2 separate regions of the Gossypium arboreum genome follow, and region 2 is linked to region 1. The links are chromatin contacts, called in public Hi-C maps. All regions are on one chromosome and are shown on one strand. Each heading gives the region's core, a stretch centred on a gene start, on an enhancer-like site or on the middle of the called end of the contact. The rest is flanking DNA. Distances are from core to core; before and after follow the strand shown. Region 1 holds the start of LOC108452946. Region 2 holds the start of LOC108480904 (homeobox-leucine zipper protein HAT3).

Evidence for each region. Hi-C and Micro-C count contacts between places; a contact is called where the count stands out from the background.
Region 2: a Hi-C map of leaf shows a contact between it and region 1, with 4 times the contacts expected there. The contact joins the promoter of LOC108480904 here to the promoter of LOC108452946 in region 1. A contact is called at or near these places in 3 of 5 Hi-C or Micro-C datasets (all in leaf).

What each region holds. Positions count from the first base shown.
Region 1 is chr12:86,157,840-86,161,335 of ASM2569848v2, reverse strand. LOC108452946 reads left to right here and starts at 1,949. Exons shown (of 51, transcript XM_017750763.2): 1 at 1,949-2,268; 2 at 2,902-3,199; 3 at 3,308-3,496. The coding sequence starts at 2,170.
Region 2 is chr12:86,555,185-86,558,680 of ASM2569848v2, reverse strand. It overlaps LOC108480904 (homeobox-leucine zipper protein HAT3), which reads right to left and starts at 1,796. Exons shown (of 4, transcript XM_017784033.2): 1 at 1,423-1,796; 2 at 522-844; 3 at 143-222. The coding sequence starts at 1,576.

The sequences.
Region 1 (3,496 bases), core at 700-3,199:
AACGAAAGCTTGGGTCCGACCTAGATTCTAATTATGCGCTTTGTAAATTCATGCACATTAATTATTATTATAACCTACCAAAATTGTCTATAAATTATCATATCTACTTTATATCTATTATTCAAAAAAATATTCTATCTTGTCCCACTTCACATCCATTTTAAAATCTTTTTCTTCTAATTTCGGAATAAATCAATTCAAAATCTATAGTACAAGTTTTGCTATCAAAATGAGGATCCCTAGTGTGAAAATCCCAATGGGCACTGCCCAAGGCCGAAGGCAGAAGCAGGAGAAATGGGCCTAAGCCGCACATTCATGGCAATCAAAGACGGACCCTAAAGCTATTGGGAAGATAGTGTTTTGGGCGCAGCAGGCTTCACTAAAAGCCCACTCACTGCTTGCTTCATTACTTCATTGCAACATTTGATCTTTGATTCTGGTAATTTTTCTCAATTTAACCTGTGAGTTTGTAGTTCGTTAAAGTGTGATATCGTGATATTATGAGATTATGCTAAGTCTTAACATAAAACTTTTAAGAAATTTAAATGAAATCTAAAAAATACCAAAAAAATTGTAAAGAATTTTAAAAAATAATTTCAAATGATGATGTGTCACAATTTCATAGTACAATGTCATCATATTTTAATAGAATTCAAATTTGTGGATCAAATTGAAAAAAAAAACTGCAAAATTCTAAGACTAATATGGGTGAAAAATAGTTTAAGGACCAATGAATAAAAAATGTTTAGTTTAGCGGCTAAATGTTACTTTATTGCTTCATCTAACATTTTTAAAAGCTTCATTGCTTCATAGAAAGTAATATTTAGTCCTTAAATTTAGTAATTTTTTTATAATGGTCTACAAAATGTTTTTTGGTTAGCATTAGTGTTAGAATTTGATAGTTTTTTTCAATTTAATCTTTAAACTTGAATTTTGACAATGTACGATAATGTGGTACTCAGATATTGTGCACATAATCACCTTATTTTTTAAAAATCATTTGCTTTTTTATAATTACTTTGTAATTTTTAGATTTTGTATATAATTTTAAAAATAAAGTATACAATGAAGTAGCGTAATAACAAAGTATCATGTAGCAGTTTAATTCGCTTAGTATATTTGAGGCCATCGCTTTACTTGTGAGTTGCTTTGATTGGGACTTAGGATCCCCTTAAGGTTAGTTGGGCAATGTTTTTGAAAAGTGTTATGAAAATGTACTTTTGAGAAGTGTTTTGAAAAGTTTGATTTTAAAATTGAGTGTTTAGCATTGCTATCAAAAATATTTTTGAGAAATAAAATGTCCATTTTAGACATATTATTATCAAATAACAAATATGTATTTAAATAATATTTAAATTAGTTAATATTATTATATTTTAGTAAAAATATAAAAAATATTATAACTTGTTAATATTTTAATATATGAAATATAAATTTTAAAATTTTAAGCAATAAATATTAATTATTTATAAAATTTATTTAGAATATATAAACTATATTTTAAATATTTAAATATAACCATTAAATATTTGTAATTAGTATTTTAAAAATATTTTTATTTTTAATTAATGATTTTAACACATTTGTAATTAAGCACAAAAAAAGAGGAAAAGTATTATGTTATTTGAGGGTAAAAATTAATTAAACACTAAAAATACTTTTAGAAGAGAAAAACTAAAAATTTTAACAAAAAACAACTTATTTAGCACAACTCATTTTTTAAAAATACTTTTGAAATAAGATGTACTTTTTTTAAGCACTGCAGGATAGGCCTTAATCCTCACAATTAGACTTATGCTGGTGCATACTCACATTGAACATCGGGATAGGACCAAAGTGAAAAAGGTTACTACGTTCAAGGAGAATATGTCCAAAAAAAAAGTACATAGATCCAATCGAGAAATGTTAACAAAGTTCAGGGACTAAATTTGTTAGTTTCTTAAAGTTTCTTGTAGAATCGTGACCCGCATGTCACTTTGCACAAAATCATTTGTACTCTTCGTACACACACACACTCTCTCAGACGTTCAGCGCTCACCTTTTTTTTTTCTCGACGGTTCTCTCAATATCCCCAATCTTCAAAGCCTATCATTTCCCTAATCCATTCCCCTTTTATCTTCTCACTAGCTTTTACCATCGAAAAACACTCGCGATCTATCTTCACTCACCATGCTCGAGCTTTCCTCCACACTCTCAAGCCACGTTCGGTTCTTGCTGCAGTCCTTGACCGAAGCCAACGCTGATTCTGTTTTTCGAGAACTCTGCCAGGTTTTTTATTTTTGGTCTTTCGCTATCTAATTTTCCTTACGAATGCCAATTCGATGGTTTTTTAGGTTACATTTGTATTGATTCGTATGGTCACTTAAAGAAAACCCTGGAATTATGCAAAACTTGACGTTAGATTTAATGTATTTATTTAATAGAATTAGATTGAGTTACTTAAAGAAAACCCTAGAATTCGCTTGATCACGTTGTAACTCTTTTTTTTACTCAATTAGTTAGCTTGGTGCTGTTTGAGCCATAAGAATCCATATATATATGTATTACTGAAATGTAGTGGATGTTAGGATTTCTGTTGATTTTCTTGAAGAAAAATCCCTAGACTGTTGCCAATATAATTTGTAGCTAATAATTTTGTAAATTGATTCGGAGTTTCACAAGTAAATTTAGATTTAAAAGTTTATGAGCTAGAAGATGTACTCTTAGGCTAGCAAGTCATGTTAGCTAGTTTCTAGTTGCGCAGCTTATCTAGAAATGAAGTGTGAATTTACGAAGAGCTATATGTTCTTGTGGTGGGGTGTGAAAAGTGATATCTAGCTGGTTGAAATGGGGGCTTTTATGTGATTCTTTTCTATTTAATGCAATATTCTGGATAACATTTGGCCTGTTGATTCTTGATAGTTCATTGAATATGGAATCGAAGGAAACACTCTGGTGCTGCAAACCTGTTTGGATTGCTTGAGTTCTCACAAAACAGATTCAAAGAATTTGCAATCTGAACAAGTTGTAGCCTCAATTTTTAGACATGCTATGGACAAGCCAAACTTTTGTACTGTCTTCTGTCAGTCCCTAAGAAGTATGGATATCAGCGAGAATTTCCTGGAGAATTTCTCAAAAACACTGCAGTTATCTCTGTCTGAAAAAATTGCTGTTGGTCTTGCTTTATCTGATTCTGAAAATCCAGAGACAAGAATGTGTGGTAAGTTGCGTTGTTTTCTTAAATGGATGTACTCTTGATTTATTTTTGTTTTCTTTTTTTGACATGGTTGATCAGAATGATGAAATTGAAGCTTTTGCACCTTTCTAGGTAAGAATTTTTGTATGGCTCAGATTGAGGAATTGCAGTCTAATCCTGCCTGTCCTGATTCTTCCATGCAAATTCAGAATATGGTTATGTTCCTCCAGTGCTCCAGTGCTTTTTCCAGGCACGTAGATTCCTTTATGCAGATGTTATCTCTAGTTCAAGCCAAAGATGTTGCACAGTTTGTTTTAACTC
Region 2 (3,496 bases), core at 547-3,046, 400 kb before region 1:
AATCTTCTTTAGTTGAAAGTGACAAATCTTAGCCCATATCAAGACATTAATGAGGGTGTTTAAAACTTGTAATAAAAATAAATGCATAATTGTTCTTTTATTAAACCCTAAAAGAAAGGAAAAGGGCAGTTACTTTACTTACCTTGCCCTTCTGTTTTGAAACCAAACCTCCACTTGCCTAGGCTTGAGATTCAATTGCTTAGCCAATGCCAACTTTTGTTTCTGCAATGTAACACAAGACAACCAATTAATCCCAACATCAAAAACCAAAATTTTAAAGGCACCCAACAATGTTTTTTTCTTTTCATTTTGGTCATAAAAAAAAAAACCAAACCAAGTAACCATTCAATTTTGTCTTTTTTATTGCCCAATTACTTTGGATTTTCCGGTATTTTTATTTTTACGATAGGTAACTGCTGATAAAAAAGATAAAATTGATTACTTAAATAATTTTTAAATGTTGGATGACCTTTTGTAATCCTTAAAAGACATAAAATAAACTAATTGAATTTGCTACTAACCGGATTCAGAGTACTATGTTCCTTGAAAGTTTCTTCAAGCACCATGGATTGTTCCTTTGAAAGCCTAAGCTTCTTCCTCGAGGCATCGCCGCCACCAGCACTGCCACCGCCATCTTCGTCATCGCTGGCACGAGAGCAAGAATCTCTCTCGGCCTCGGTTTCTTCAGCAACATGATCTCTCTCGTTTTTCTTCCCACTTATGGTGGAAATAGTGCTGTTGGGCGACGACACCCCCACACCTTCTTCCTCGCAATCGACTGTTGCTGCCGGTGCTCGGTTCACATCGATTCCTCGAAGAAATGATCCTGTATCCATGTGTCCATCTGCATGCATATTGCGAAATCACAACACTCACTTCATTAACGTTAAAATTGAGTCATACATTTTTGAAGGAACCAAAAAAATCATACAATTTCACCATATTTTTTTAATATAGGAAACGGCACCAAGACTGCTACCTACTCCCTTAGGAACCTTCATGAAAACCGATACTGTGTGTTGCATATAGAACAAGATACTAGTAACATAAATGCATGAGTTTTTAACATTAGTGGCAGGCTCTATGGCTCCATTTAAATGGAAAAATTATGTTTTAGTCATCTGATAAATAATAGAATTAAAAATTACTATACGGTAAAGTTGCACTGCCTTCCCAAAAATGAAAAGATTTTTATTTAGTCCTTTCAGAAGTGATGAAATCATTAGCTAATACAACATAAAATTACACTTAACCTCATAAAAAATTCTAATTTTTCTTTAATGTATACAACTCACGCACCAAACGCAAGTGACCTTTGCAACTCGAAACAGATCTGAACCTAAAATACAATGTATTCTTCTATATTTAACCAGGTTTTATAATAATAATAATAATAAAAGACAAAGGGGACAAAGAACATACCAGAAGACAGACACAGTCGGTTCCAAGTTTTGTTCTGCTGAAGATTTTGCAAGGGGTTAGAAGCTAAAAACATGAAATTTAATTTAGAAGAAGGCTGATTCTGACCACAACCCAAGCTCAAACTCAACCCCAAACCATCATCTTTATCACCCATTTCTTCTTCTTACAACCAAAGTTCTCAACTATTTTCTGTTTGGACTCCGAGAAAAAAAGAAGAAGAAAGAAAGATAGAAAATAGCCTGAGGTTTAGCAACCAAGAGACTTGCTTTTGGTTCAGCAAAACAGTGAGGAGATGGGACTATATATATACAAACAGAGATTAATAAGAGAGAAAGAGACAGATGGTTATAGAATCAATCATGACTTATGTCAGTGGCCCCCTATTGGCTCAATCATCATTATATATAGCTTTCTTTTCTTTGGCTTGGTTTAGCCTTCAAGTGCATGACTTTTTTAACTCAACCATGGTTTAAAATCCCTCATTTTAACCATGATTGGATTGAAGTTGTAACGTGTAACTGAGAAAGGTGTTTTATTGTTTTGATGTTAAAGTCCTTTTTTAACCGCAGTTAGGTGTCTTGTTTGAGGAGTTTTTCTCTCTCTTGTTATTAATATTATTAAACTCGGCTTAAAAAGCGGCTTTCTCCCTCGTTGACCGTTGACTAATTGGACAGGAAAAAAAAAACTACTGCAAAACCTTCCCCAGTCGCTGGTGCCACGCGCTTTGAAAATCATGATGGTAATCATGTGTACAAACCAAACCAAGCCAAGTATTCTCTTTATCCTTGGTCGATTGTTGTTTTTAGTCTCTTTACTATCATCAAATTTAGAATTTAGTTATTCTACTCTAGTGTCAATTTTTGTACTGAAGACCGAATTCAAGCTCGATTAATCTCTTTCTATATAATAATAGTTCATAATAGTTATTAAAATGAAAAGCTTAATTAGGCTCATGAGCCTCTCAAATCAAATATCACGATGTTCAAATTAGCTTGATTAATAGCTCAAGATGCTCGAGCTTTGGGGCGAAACCAAAATGTTTTTAAAGGGCCAAGATTAATTTTGAGCTAAAATACAATTTCACCATTTTACTGACTTATATTTTTATGGTTTTTAGGACCAAATCAAAATTATTGTATTTTAAGGGTAAACTATAATTTTACCATATATTAACTTAAGATTTTATAAACTTTGTGAAGACTAAGGAAACAATTTTCCATATTAGGGGCTAGGGCCCTTGCTTTCCCTCTCTTCGCTAATTATCAAACTAAATTTGATTTTTTTACTAATCAAACTTGAATACCTTATGACTTACGAGGAATAGTGTCTTATTATATCCTTAGCTAAAAAAGTTTCTTTTTAATAAAAATCACATTAATATTTTATTAGAACAAATAGTATTATAAAAATAGTGCTCAAAATATGTCAAAATAAAATATAAATACTACATCTTAAATTCTATGATGATAGAGGAGCAAAGCCACAAATTAACTTTTCTATCTTTCCCCTTTGTAGGACCATAAGCCTCCCATTGTTGGGCCCATGCATGGCCTTTAACCAACAAGCCAACATCAAATCACGAGGCAAATGAGTGCTTGTAGGTCCCACATGTTGTATGAAAGGCGAGTGAAAGGAGGCGCGTGGGGAATGACTTCGGCACTGGGCACAATGGGATTTTTATTGTAATGTGAAGGAGATTTTGTTTGTGTTTGAAGGATTAGGCTACAAGCATTTACGTTTTTTTAAGGACCAAAAAAGAAAAAGAAAAAACTGCATGGGAGTTACCCTGCAAAGCCAGCCATGCAGATACAATTCAGCCTAAAATAAATAATCATTAATATCCCATTAATTAATGCAATTAAATTCCACTTATTATAATGTTTTCATTTTTTGGACTTTATTGCTAAAAAAAAAAAACTCAACCTTCAAAATTAAGCTTAATTACTTCAAAATAAACGTTACATTGTAGCTCAATTCAACCTTTGTTGATATAAACTTGATTTTATTATCACTATTATTACATTAATAAAAATGCGAGTTTAACTCTCAATTTTTTTTGATAAAAACGATCCGA